Linked DNA regions of Mus musculus: region 2 is linked to region 1. A link is a contact called in public HiChIP or PLAC-seq data. All regions are on one chromosome and are shown on one strand. Each heading gives the region's core, a stretch centred on a gene start, on an enhancer-like site or on the middle of the called end of the contact. The rest is flanking DNA. Distances are from core to core; before and after follow the strand shown. Region 1 holds the start of Olfr225 (olfactory receptor 225). Region 2 holds the start of Cops3 (COP9 signalosome subunit 3).

The links. HiChIP or PLAC-seq counts read pairs in DNA pulled down with a chosen protein or histone mark.
Region 2: an H3K4me3 HiChIP or PLAC-seq map of the 230-238 cell line shows a contact between it and region 1, with 2.6 times the contacts expected there. The contact joins the promoter of Cops3 here to the promoter of Olfr225 in region 1. A contact is called at or near these places in 5 of 39 promoter capture datasets (the 3T3-L1 cell line, cranial neural crest, hippocampal neurons and 2 more), 2 of 484 Hi-C or Micro-C datasets (the HL-1 cell line and pre-B cells), 5 of 115 datasets of contacts at active chromatin or transcription factors (the 230-238 cell line, bone marrow-derived macrophages, embryonic stem cells and 2 more) and 3 of 9 other capture datasets (adipose tissue, liver and pancreatic islet).

Annotation. Positions count from the first base shown.
Region 1 is chr11:59,609,839-59,615,385 of GRCm38.p6, reverse strand. It overlaps Olfr225 (olfactory receptor 225), which reads right to left and starts at 2,420. Exons shown (of 1, transcript NM_001011740.2): 1 at 1,161-2,420. The coding sequence starts at 2,420. The coding sequence ends at 1,161.
Region 2 is chr11:59,837,102-59,842,648 of GRCm38.p6, reverse strand. Cops3 (COP9 signalosome subunit 3) reads left to right here and starts at 2,882. Exons shown (of 12, transcript NM_011991.1): 1 at 2,882-2,979. The coding sequence starts at 2,925.

The DNA.
Region 1 (5,547 bases), core at 1,171-3,670:
TCCTTTGGTGATGAACAGCATTATGGAAGTGTAAGCCGAATAAACCCTTTCCTCCCCAACTTGTTTCTTGGTCATGATGTTTGTGCAGGAATAGAGACCCTGACTAAGACACCCACTAATGGGAGCAACTCACGTATTTGTACAAAATGCTGAAAGGGAAAGAATAAAAGACATTCTGTTTGCATCTACAACAAACTCACATTCTCATTCTGGTATTCCCTGTAAATCAGAAGGGAAAATGTGAAGCGAGCTGACGTGTTTTTCAGTGTTAAGACAGTCCTACTTCATAACTGTCAGAGGGTGAAGGATGAGTTGAATGTTTTATTTCCTCATGGTTAGCATCGCCATCATCACTGCCATTGATAGCCTCATCTTGGTTCATTCTCACTAGTCCTCCTCCATAAGCAGTGATGGCCTTGCTCCCTAGACACTCCCTGCCATCCTTAAAGTTTCGGTGCCCAGTCTTTCTCTGATGCAGAAGGCCTGATTGATCCATCGGGAGCGATCCATCGGGAGCTGGTTCTACGAGAACTCTAGAGCACTGGCGGCAAGCTTTGTCACCCACTCATTACTGAGACGTAGAGAGTGCCGAGGTCAAGTGCTTGCCTGGGGTAGGCAAGGCCCTGGCTTCCATGCCAGCCCCGCAAAAGTCTAAAAGAAATAAGAGAGAAGGAAAAGAAAACAACAAAAACGAAGCTGAACATGGTAATCCAAATATTTGCAATCCCAGCACTTGGGAGACAAGGAGGGGCGCTGGGCTACAGAGATCGTGCCTCAAGAACAAGAGAAAAAAAAAACAAAAACCCAAAAACCAAAACACATTTGTCAAATCAAAACACACAGCTGACTCATGTTTCCATAGACCAATCTGTTCTGTTTTGTGCTACTTTTGAAATGCTTGCTACATTCACTAAACTCACTTTGTGACCTATACATGGGCCATGACCTGAAGTTTAAAATAAGCAATGCTTTTAGTTAAACAGTTAAGTCCGTTTGTGCGGGGACAGGGAGGAGGGTTGGCTGGTGACCATCAGAGGACATGGGAATGTTTGCTCCACAGGGTGGAGCAATAGAGCTGGAAAACTGAGACAGCTTTCTATGGGAGAGAGCAAGTGTTCCCATTACTTCTCTGACACACAGGCACATGCGCACACATTCTGTCAGACGGTGCCTCCTTCCTCTTGTGTCTGAACAGCATCACAGGTTAGCTGTAAATAAATCATTTCCTCCACTCTGTGCAAAAAAGGAAGCCACAGGTCTTTTTCTGTCAGTTTGCTGGGGTTTTTTTTTGTAAGAAGTCCTATCTCCTTGAATAAAATGGAGGCCCTTCCCTGCAGACAGTAATATACATCACTGATCTGGGACCTATGGGATACAAGACACCACATCGTTGCCACCTTTGGCTTATTGTCACTATGATTCACTATGGGTCCGAAACACATGGACAAGTGAGGTGAGTTCCAGGTCCTGTCAGTGCCCTGCGGGTCGAGCAGGTTTCTATCTTTTCCCAGAACCTTCAACATGGCCGCCTTCATGTCTTTGTTTCTCAGAGAGTAGATGAAAGGGTTTAGCGTGGGGGTCACCAGGCAGTAGAACAGAGTTAGAAACTTGCCCTGGTCCTGGCTTGCCAAATTGCCAGGCTGCATGTACATGTAGATGATGCTACTGTAGAAAAGAGACACCACCGCCATGTGTGACGAGCAGGTGTTGAAGGCCTTGCGCCGACTAGCTGTAGACTTGATCCTCAGGACGGCGGCAGCAATGTAGCCGTAGGAGACCAGGATCATAATGAGAGGCACAAGAACAATAGGGATGGCCAGGATGAAAATTAGGCCTTCTATCCAGCTTGTGTCCACACAGGAGATGTGGATGATAGCCGGCATCTCGCACACAAAGTGGTTGATACGGCGATGACCACACCGCCCCAGAGACATGGTCAGTGGGGACATCAGTGTCGAGCTGGCTGTGCCACCGAGCCAGGCAAAGGCTGCCAGCTTCAGGCACAGCTGTGGGTGCATGATGGTCAGGTAATGCAGTGGCTTGCAGACAGCTACAAAGCGGTCGTAGGCCATAACTGACAGGAGAATGCACTCGATGCCCCCCACGGACAGGAAGGCAAAGAGCTGAACAGCACATCCTACGAAGCTGATGGTCTTCCGTGGGCCCCAGAGGTTAATCTGGAACTGGGGGATGCTACTGGTGCTGTAACAGAGGTCAAGAAGGGACAGGTTGCTGAGGAAGAAGTACATGGGTGTGTGTAGCCGGAGGTCCATGAGGGAGAGGAAGATGATGGCTGAGTTGCCTGTGACAGCTAGAAAATAAAAGACCGTACAGACAACAAAGAGGACCATCTCCAGCCGGGGCTGGTCAGAGAAGCCCAGGAGAATAAACTCCCCAGAGCTCTCATTGTTCTTCTCCATCAGCTGTGACCTGTTCAGAAAGCATGACACACAAGCATTAGGAAAAAGCCAAGATGATCTGGACACAAACGGTCCCCCAGCAGGGACGTATTTCACCACATCATCAATATTTTAACTGTAGCGACTTGTTTAATGCTTGCCTGTCAGGTGAGGTACCAGGAGAAGATATTTGTCTACCATGGAAGGAAGCTCAAACTATCCCCCAAAGAGCACTCTAATCCATTTAATTAAGGTAAACGGATAAATGTTCAAATCTTTTTTTTTTAGTTTAAAAATGGAGCACCTATTGATATTTTTAGAAATAAAGTAACATTTTAAAAAGTCACTTTCCCAGAGTCTTCTAACATTGCAGTGATTTTCAAAAACTTGATACAATCACCTTTTCATTTTTGTGAAATTGTTTCAAGAAGTTTGCTTGGATCTCCCATTTCCTCACCCCATGTCCATGTTTCAGTCATCAAAGATCAGTTGCATAAAAACCTAGGCTATTGTTCTTATGATCTTGTGCCACGAGTTACAGGTGGAAAGGGAATGAGGCACACGTTGGCATTCAAGTTACTCACAGTGACTAACTATGCTTCCAGGAAACTAAGAGCCCATGGTCCTAAATGTTCTGACTTCTGAAAAGCTAAAGATTTGGTCTCACCTTGTGACCTAGTGATTCAAGTGACATTGCCTAAGAGACCCAAAGTAGCTTTCATTGTGTGGAGTTTTTCTGAAAATTATGGCACACAGGAAGGAAAAAAAAAAAAGAGCAAAATGTCTCACAAATATGAGACATGTTGATTTTCAAGCTTCCTGAAGCCCCAGCGTTCTAAGATGCTGGTCTGCAAGGAGGAATTCACCTGTCAGGAGGATGCTTAGGAATACCCAAGCCCTGTTTGCTGCAAAGACCTCTCCTCAGAATGACCTGCATCTCTGAGAGATGCATGAAGAGACCGAGTCCAGGATTGAGATGTTGCAGCCAGGTGAGGCCCTCAGATGAAAGGGGAGTCAGGGCATTTTTCCCAAGAGAAGAAAAATGATTGCTAAAGGCTGAAATCTTCCCGCACATGGTTCTCTGTGCTTGGCCTTTCTCTTAAGAAAAGTCGCAGCCATGTTCTTGGGCAACAGAAGCTGGCAGCTGTCCTCCCTCATACCCCGCATGCCACAAGTCAACAGCCTGTTACTTGTCTCATGGCTACACTTTAAACCACGCTTTGCTTCCAGTTTAAAAAAGGGAATCCAGTAATACAATGAATGAAAAATAGAAGAAGTAGAAAATAAATATCACATGCTCCAAGATACAAAAAGACAATGGCAAAGGGTGAGTTCCCTTGACCACATTCTTTAATTGAAGGCTAGAGGTTATTTTCTTGTCCAAAGAAATACCTTGATTCATGGTTATCTGGTGAAATCCCAACCGCAAAATCATTGAAAACAGATCTTCCTAACAATTCACAAGTTGTCTGATACAGACTCTCGGAATGCTTGAAGTATAAACAAACTAATGGGCTTAATTCATTGCCAGTAGCAAACCCAAATATTCTAATAATGTTTGTAGCAGTATATACTATAAGCTGAGAGGTGTACAATCATAAGTGTTCAGGAAAAGCTGGGGACATTTTTATGGCCCATTCCACACTGCTGCACAAAATACGGGAGAAGGGATGATCTGTAACAAACAGAAATGTGTTTGATTTACACTTATCTCCAGTTTGGGAAGCTCGGGGTCATGGGGATACATTTGGTGAGTGCCTTTTCGTTTTACCATTCCATAGTAGAAAGACAGAAGAGAGAGAGGTCAGGGTCATTGTTTTATTTGGAACTCACCTATGTGATAACTTACCCAGTCCTGTGGTTATAGCAGCATTCACTCTGGAAGAGACTTTGAGACCCAACACCTTTAACAGAACCTGCTCCCACTCAACACTGCTGCCCAGGGGAGTCAGGGTGCAACACATGAACTTTGGAGGAGCATAGTTAAACCATAGCAGTAGCTTTGTGGATGGCAAAATCAAAGAGGGTTGTCCGAAGAGAAAAACAAAAACAAAAATGATTCTCTGCTGATTGGAAACTGTAACATAGTTACACAGCAGATATCTGGGGACTAAACACAAGAACGGTCAAACCTTGGCTTGGTGTTTACTCTCACTTACCAGGTAAAATGCAAAAGTAAGGAGAAAGAGAAACATTGTTTTTCTTTGAAAGCCTGTCCTGGAAGTAAGTGTTCAGCTATTTAGGACATGGTGAACACATTGTGTTTACTGAACCGGGCAACCTACCCCAGTACAGAAACTGTCACCCCACACTTACTCCCTAGAAAGGGGGTGACAAAGACTCCCTGTTCCCACCCAAGCATTTCTTCCCCATAGTGAATGGAGGAGACTTTTAAAGGGTTCAGGCTCATTAGGAAGTCAGGCAGCTCCTAGAGAGTTCTTCCTAAGATAAGTTATTTATAATACTGAATTCCCTGCGTTCCCCCCGCCCCCATTCCCAGGAGTTGGAAGGAATAACTTGGAGAAACAACTCTCAGGAGATTTTTCTTGTACTGGGTATAGGGAAAGGCAATTAGTCTGAACAGTGAGTTCATTTAAGATGCATCTCTTAAAATGGACCTAATTCAGAAATGAACCAAATTCAGAAATGAGAGGAGAAATAATGTCTCCTAAGAGTACTAATTGTTTGTCTCTAATGGATTGGCTGGCCACTCTTCTCTTCTCTTCTCTTCTCTTCTCTTCTCTTCTCTTCTCTTCTCTTCTCTTCTCTTCTCTTCCTTCCTCTCTCTTTCTCTCTCTCTCTTTCTTTTTCTTGTTTTTCTTTGAGTTGCAAGGTCATGGGATTTAGTTTGTCCTGTCCTTAAAAATACTACATTTTCAAATTACAAATTGTTTTACATAACAAGCTTTAATTTCAACTCTATTCTCCTCAACCTGAGATTTGAAAAAAATCATGGGGCAGAAATGTTTTTGAAGATTCTTACCTATGTCGCTCACACATGGGCAACAGGTCGAGAGAGGATTGACAGAATAAAGAAATTGGCTGGGCAGTGGTGGTGCACGCCTTTAATCCCAGCACTTGGGAGGCAGAGGCAGGCAGATTTCTGAGTTTGAGGCCAGCCTGGTCTACAGAGTGAGTTCCAGGACAG
Region 2 (5,547 bases), core at 1,633-4,132, 230 kb before region 1:
TTGTGAAAGAGAAAGGATATCTTTCGGGGTACTCCATGGTCAACTTGATTTTCATCATTGACTTGAAATATCTGCCAAAGGCATAACTTCTTACTGACCTGGGCCCTGCTACTACAGCTGAGGTGTATGTCAATATACACACGGACTCTTAAATATGCCTTCCACCCTCCACATACATGAGCCTTATAGAGCAAAAAGTGCCTAACTAACTCAGAAAGAAAAGATATAACCCGTGGCAAAGAAATCCTTGAATTCATGCCGGGAGTGGTATCCAGGCACTCGAAGGTGAAGGCAGAGGCAGGCAGGTTTCTGTGAGTTTGAGGTCTGCCTGGTCTACATAGTGAGTTCCAAGACAGCCGGAGCAATATTGTGAGACCTTGTCTCAAACAAACAAAACCAAGGCAAACATAAGAAGAAATCCTTGAACTCTTAGATGCTGTATGTCACCTAAAGAGGTGGCAGTTGTATGCTTTGGAGGGCATCAAGGGAAGAAACTAAAGAAGACTGAGAAGTGAAGCTTGCACCTTCAAGGGAGCAGTAGAACCTAGAGCTGTGCCTTATGCACTGATTTAGGCCAGTGGCAGAATGGGAGCCTAGCTACTCACATCCTTAACACTCAGTATCAGACTGAAAGTGGAATCTGTCTCCCACATGGATGGTGGGGATTTGAAAATGGCTAATTCCTGAGGCCATAGTCTCAGGTCTTGTCAGTTACACCAGAAGACCCACCTTATCTGGGAAGCTCATAAAGGCCTATTAAGCTGACTTTTGTACATCCTTTGACTCTCCAGCACAGCCCAGGTGGTATACAATGTGAAATGTGTATCCAAAATAACCTGAGTTGGGGACCTAATGTCTCTTCAAGGGTACAGAGTGTTGGAGAAACCCCATTTGAAAACACAGTTGTGGACTTCACTAAGTGTCCCCCGGTTGGGGACCAGTTGTTGCCAGTTGCTTGGGTATCAGGTCTCGCCCTGCTAGTCACATAGGGTTCTCCCCTTGTCCTTTATGGACTCCTGCCTCCCCTTATCAGAGCATACAGGGGTTGGGCAACATTACCCTGAGACAACAAATGCAGGCTCTTGGCTCATCCCTGACTACTCTATACCATCCAAGCAGGGAGTGGTTGCCCACCCGCTTGACCACAGATGAAGATGCTATATGAGCAAAAGAATGGGATGTCCAACCCCTAAAGTCCCTTTGACCATAGTAATGCCCGGTCAACTTATAGAGAACCATATGTGGGTCTATATTGGGAACAAGATAGAGGTTTACTGGTGAGTACGTGTGCAAAGAGTTCTTGTTATGACTAGATATGCCACTAGTACTGGTGTTTCTGCCCCCTTTGGAGCTGTGGTTCATTGACCACTTGGAAGGATGAAGATAAAGCAGTATTCCTCCAGAGGGTAGTGCCATCTCCAACTGTAAACCAGGAACCTATAATCTGGTTAAATATCCTTGTTGGTGACCGTTTCCTGTCACCAACCCACCAATTCCTCAGCTCCAAAACCTACGAATCCCTGAGCACAAACTCTCACCAGTCTTTGAGTTTGGCTTGAAATCTCACTAATCCTCACCGTGGAAATCTTTACCCTGGAAAACTCCTTCCCCATGAAACTCTGTATAAGCCTGTCTCCTCACCAATTCCCTGCTGCTTCTCCCAGGAGAGGCAGCACCCTCTGTTATCTCTCCCAATCTCTTGAGTGACGTTTGATGTGCCATGTGACTTTGTGGCATTCCTTGGCTCCAGACTGCCAGGATAACTTTCCCTTCAGCTGTCACACTTACACACAAGCAACCTCTCCCCTCAGAGCTGTAATACTTCCATTGGAGAAGTCTTTCCGGAGCTGTAACACATTCATTGGCATTGCCCCCTCGGAACTGCAACACTTGTATTAGGGAAAACTTGCCCCTTAGAGCGGTAACACTAACACCCTGGATCCCGGTTGCTTTCAAGAGTCTCCCTCTAAAGCCTCATTGCCTGAGGCCTTTCATTCATCTTATGAAGTGATACAAAGTAACCTTTTTCTCATCTTTGCTACAGCACTAGAAATCCTAGGAAAGAAATTAGTTCCGAGCCAAGCAGGAACCTAAAGTGTGCTGTGCTATCTATCAGAACCCCTTAGCCTTAGATTACCGAGCTTGCTTCAGAGGGAAAGTTTAACCTGAGTTTAACTGTTACAGATAGATGATGGTCATATAAGAAACCAAAGATGGAATGAGAAAAATCACTGCTTCAGTCTAGACCTGGGGAGCCTGGAAATCCGAGGAATTGCTTGGTGTTTAATTTTCAGCTTTAGAATTCAAAACCTTCCTAATGTTACACTTTGACTTGGGAAACTGTCCAGCACTAAGCTGTTAGTTCTCAGGCATTGTGTATGTTCAGAAATGAGCACAACCTCAGATACAGAAGGGTTTCTGGTCGTTAGATAAAAGCCACCATTCCTAGGAACTTATAAAACGAGTTCCCCATCCTTCAAAAGGAGTCATTTTCCCTTGCCTTTGGAAGAAAGTATGGCTCTCTAGTGACATGTTCCGGAAGTGGCAATGGAGCCGTGTCGGAAGTATGTGGCTAGGTTTAAAATAATGTTCAGTCATTCTAAGCAAAACTGGGCCCAGAAATTTTGTGCTTAAGTGTTATTCTTTCCTTTCTTCGTTATTTCCATTTAACATGAGACGAGATTTCCCAAGTGCACTACAATGAAAGGCGAGGGAGGGGACCTGACTTCCGGCGACTAGCGGAACTGTTTCCATGGAGACAGGAGGGGGTGCCTCAGCCAGGTAAGATCTCGCGGCGCTTGGCCGGCGGAAGTGACACAACCTGCCTCCAGGCTTTAGTGGGTCGCCGGGCCCCTCCTCCTAGAGCAGTCGCTTTTTCCCGCGCGAGCTTACCTCTGTTGCTCGGGCCACCAGCGGGGGGAAACATGGCGTCTGCTCTGGAGCAGTTCGTGAACAGTGTCCGACAGCTCTCAGCTCAAGGTGAGGCCTGGGCCGCAGAGCTGGCCCGGTATGCCCTGGCACCGGTGCGGATTTGGGACCGCCCTTCGCTCTCTAGCCTCTCCCCCTGGACCTGCTCAAGCCTTGGTGCTTAGGGTAGGAGCGCACGGCCGAGGGGAGCAGTCCTCGTGCTGTCGTGCGCCGTCGTCCTTGCCGTCGCCTTCCCCTGCCTCGGGCCCCGGAGACTTTCCTTCCCCTCCCCCTCCAGCACCCCCCCTCCGGGCCCCAGCCACGGGGCGCCGCTTGACAGTTTGGGGGCGTGACTTCCGGTAGGGGCATTCCGGAGCACCCATTGGTCCCTTGGCCATCACTGCTTTTTGGTGATTGGTCTAGCGTCCTGTCCGTCCTGCCGGTCTGCCCCCCCGCCCCCACCAGGCCCTTCTAGCGGCTGGAGGGGAGTCTTTTCTAGGCTCCTTGGCTAGAAGGCGTGAGTCTTGGCTGGCCAGCGGCGCACGCTCGGAATCCTCCGCCCCTATTTTGGTCGAACCGAGCTCCAAGGGAGCTTTCAGTAGTCGGACTACATCTCTAGGGCGTACAGTTGTTACTTTATTTCCCCCCCTTAATTTGCATACCGTCTGGTCCATTCATCTCGTCACTTGAACACACCCATAATCTTGAGCCAGAAGAATGTGACCTCTCTTTAATAGAGTTAAGGGAATGGAGTGGAGAAAGCATGTTAGAAATGCTTTTGACATGTGGAAATTCCGTGAGGTTAGGCTCGTTTCTTCATCTGTAGAAAAAGAGAGGTATGAGGTGTGTCCGGGTAGTTGTCCACCTAACTCTTGTAAGGTTTAAATGATGACACCATGCAAAATAAATGGTAATTCTCGTTTTCCTTGTCAGTGATAGACTTAAGCTCACAGGCCAGATAGACACCTGTGAGTGATTTTTTTTTTTCTTTAAATAAGTCATTCATCCATACGATACAGGTAGGACTAGTTAAGTAAGGAGTGAGCATAGGCGTGCACTCCTTTAGTCCCCTAACTCTGGAGGCTGAGTTAGGTGGATCTCTTGAGTTCAAGGCCAGCCAGCATTACACAATGAGAACCTTGTCTCTAAATAAGTTAATTAAGTGGAGCTGGAGAACAGCTCTCAGCATGTACTACTCTTTCAGAGGACCAGAGTTCAGTTCCTGGCATTGTTAGTGGACACCCAACCCCTTGTAACACCAGCTTCAAGGGACCCAAAACCTAACATCCTCTTCTGTCTCTTCACGCACCTTCACTTACATGCACATAACCACATACAGACACAGAAAATTAAAATTAGACAATTACAGCACAGCCGTACAAATGGATTCCTATGCAGCTGTGGGAAGAAAAGTGCATATACTTTTTGCAAACTGAAAAGGAATCTGAGGTCATCATTAAATAGCAGAAAGATGCTTAATAGTGTACACAACACAGTGCCATCTATGTGAATAAATAGACTGCATGGCGCATGGGTGAGTATTCCTATTCATGTGGACTGTCTTTAGATCCTTAAGGTGTTCACTGGTAACACTGGGTTGCTTCTGAGAAAAGAATGAGGCTAGCTGGAGTATAGACTCTGGATGGGAGAGGGTTCTCTTTAGTTTTGTAGATTGTCTGTAAACATGCACTTGGTTTTTGTTTGCTTTGGAGGTAGGGTCTCACTGTGTAATCCTGCTGGCCTGGAATTTACAGAGACCCACCTGTCTTTTCTCCTAGCCACACTATAATGCCATTAAGTGGAACTTTTTTTTTTTTTTTTTTTTTTTTTAAAGATTTATTTATTTATTATATGTAAGTACACTGTAGCTGTCTTCAGACACTCCAGAAGAGGGCGTCAGATCTTGTTAGGGATGGTTGTGAGCCACCATGTGGTTGCTGGGAATTGAACTCAGGACCTTCAGAAGAACAGTCGGGTGCTCTTACCCGCTGAGCCATCTCACCAGCCCCTTTTTTTTTTTTTTTTTAGCAGTTTGGAGGCTAGTCAGTCCAAGGAGCTGTTGCTTAGCTGCTCAGTAGACCCTTACACGTGGATTCACTTTGAGTTACCTGGTCACCACAGTCTCTTGTAGTACATTGAGGGCACAGAGTAGGTGGATAGTGAGTCGTGGGGAATGAAATTATGGCGAGGGCAGAGAGAAGAGCCCAAGTTGATGAATGACCGGGAGGTGAGTCAGTAGAAACCAGTTATTAAGTTGGCTCTGGACACTGAGCTGGGGTGTTTGGATTTATTAAAGCCTAGAGTGTAATTTGATTGAGTTTGCATAATAAGAAGTAGAATTTGGAATAAACATATATACCATTTAGAAGATATGCCAAGTAGTCCATACAAGAAGTGATAATGTTCGGAATTAAGACGTGAAAGGGAGAGGAGTGGAGCTGAGGAACTTATGGCATAATGTAAGTCCTGTTTGGTTCTGAGAAAGACAGTGACAGTGATATGTAGACTTCTGGCTTTAGGAACTGCAGGCGCTTTCTGGAGCCCAGAGGGGATTGGGAGGTCTTGTGTTTCCTCTGACTAGCTTTGAGGCAGGGGCAAGTTGTTTGTTCTCATCCTAGTCTCAGAGGAAGACATAACAAA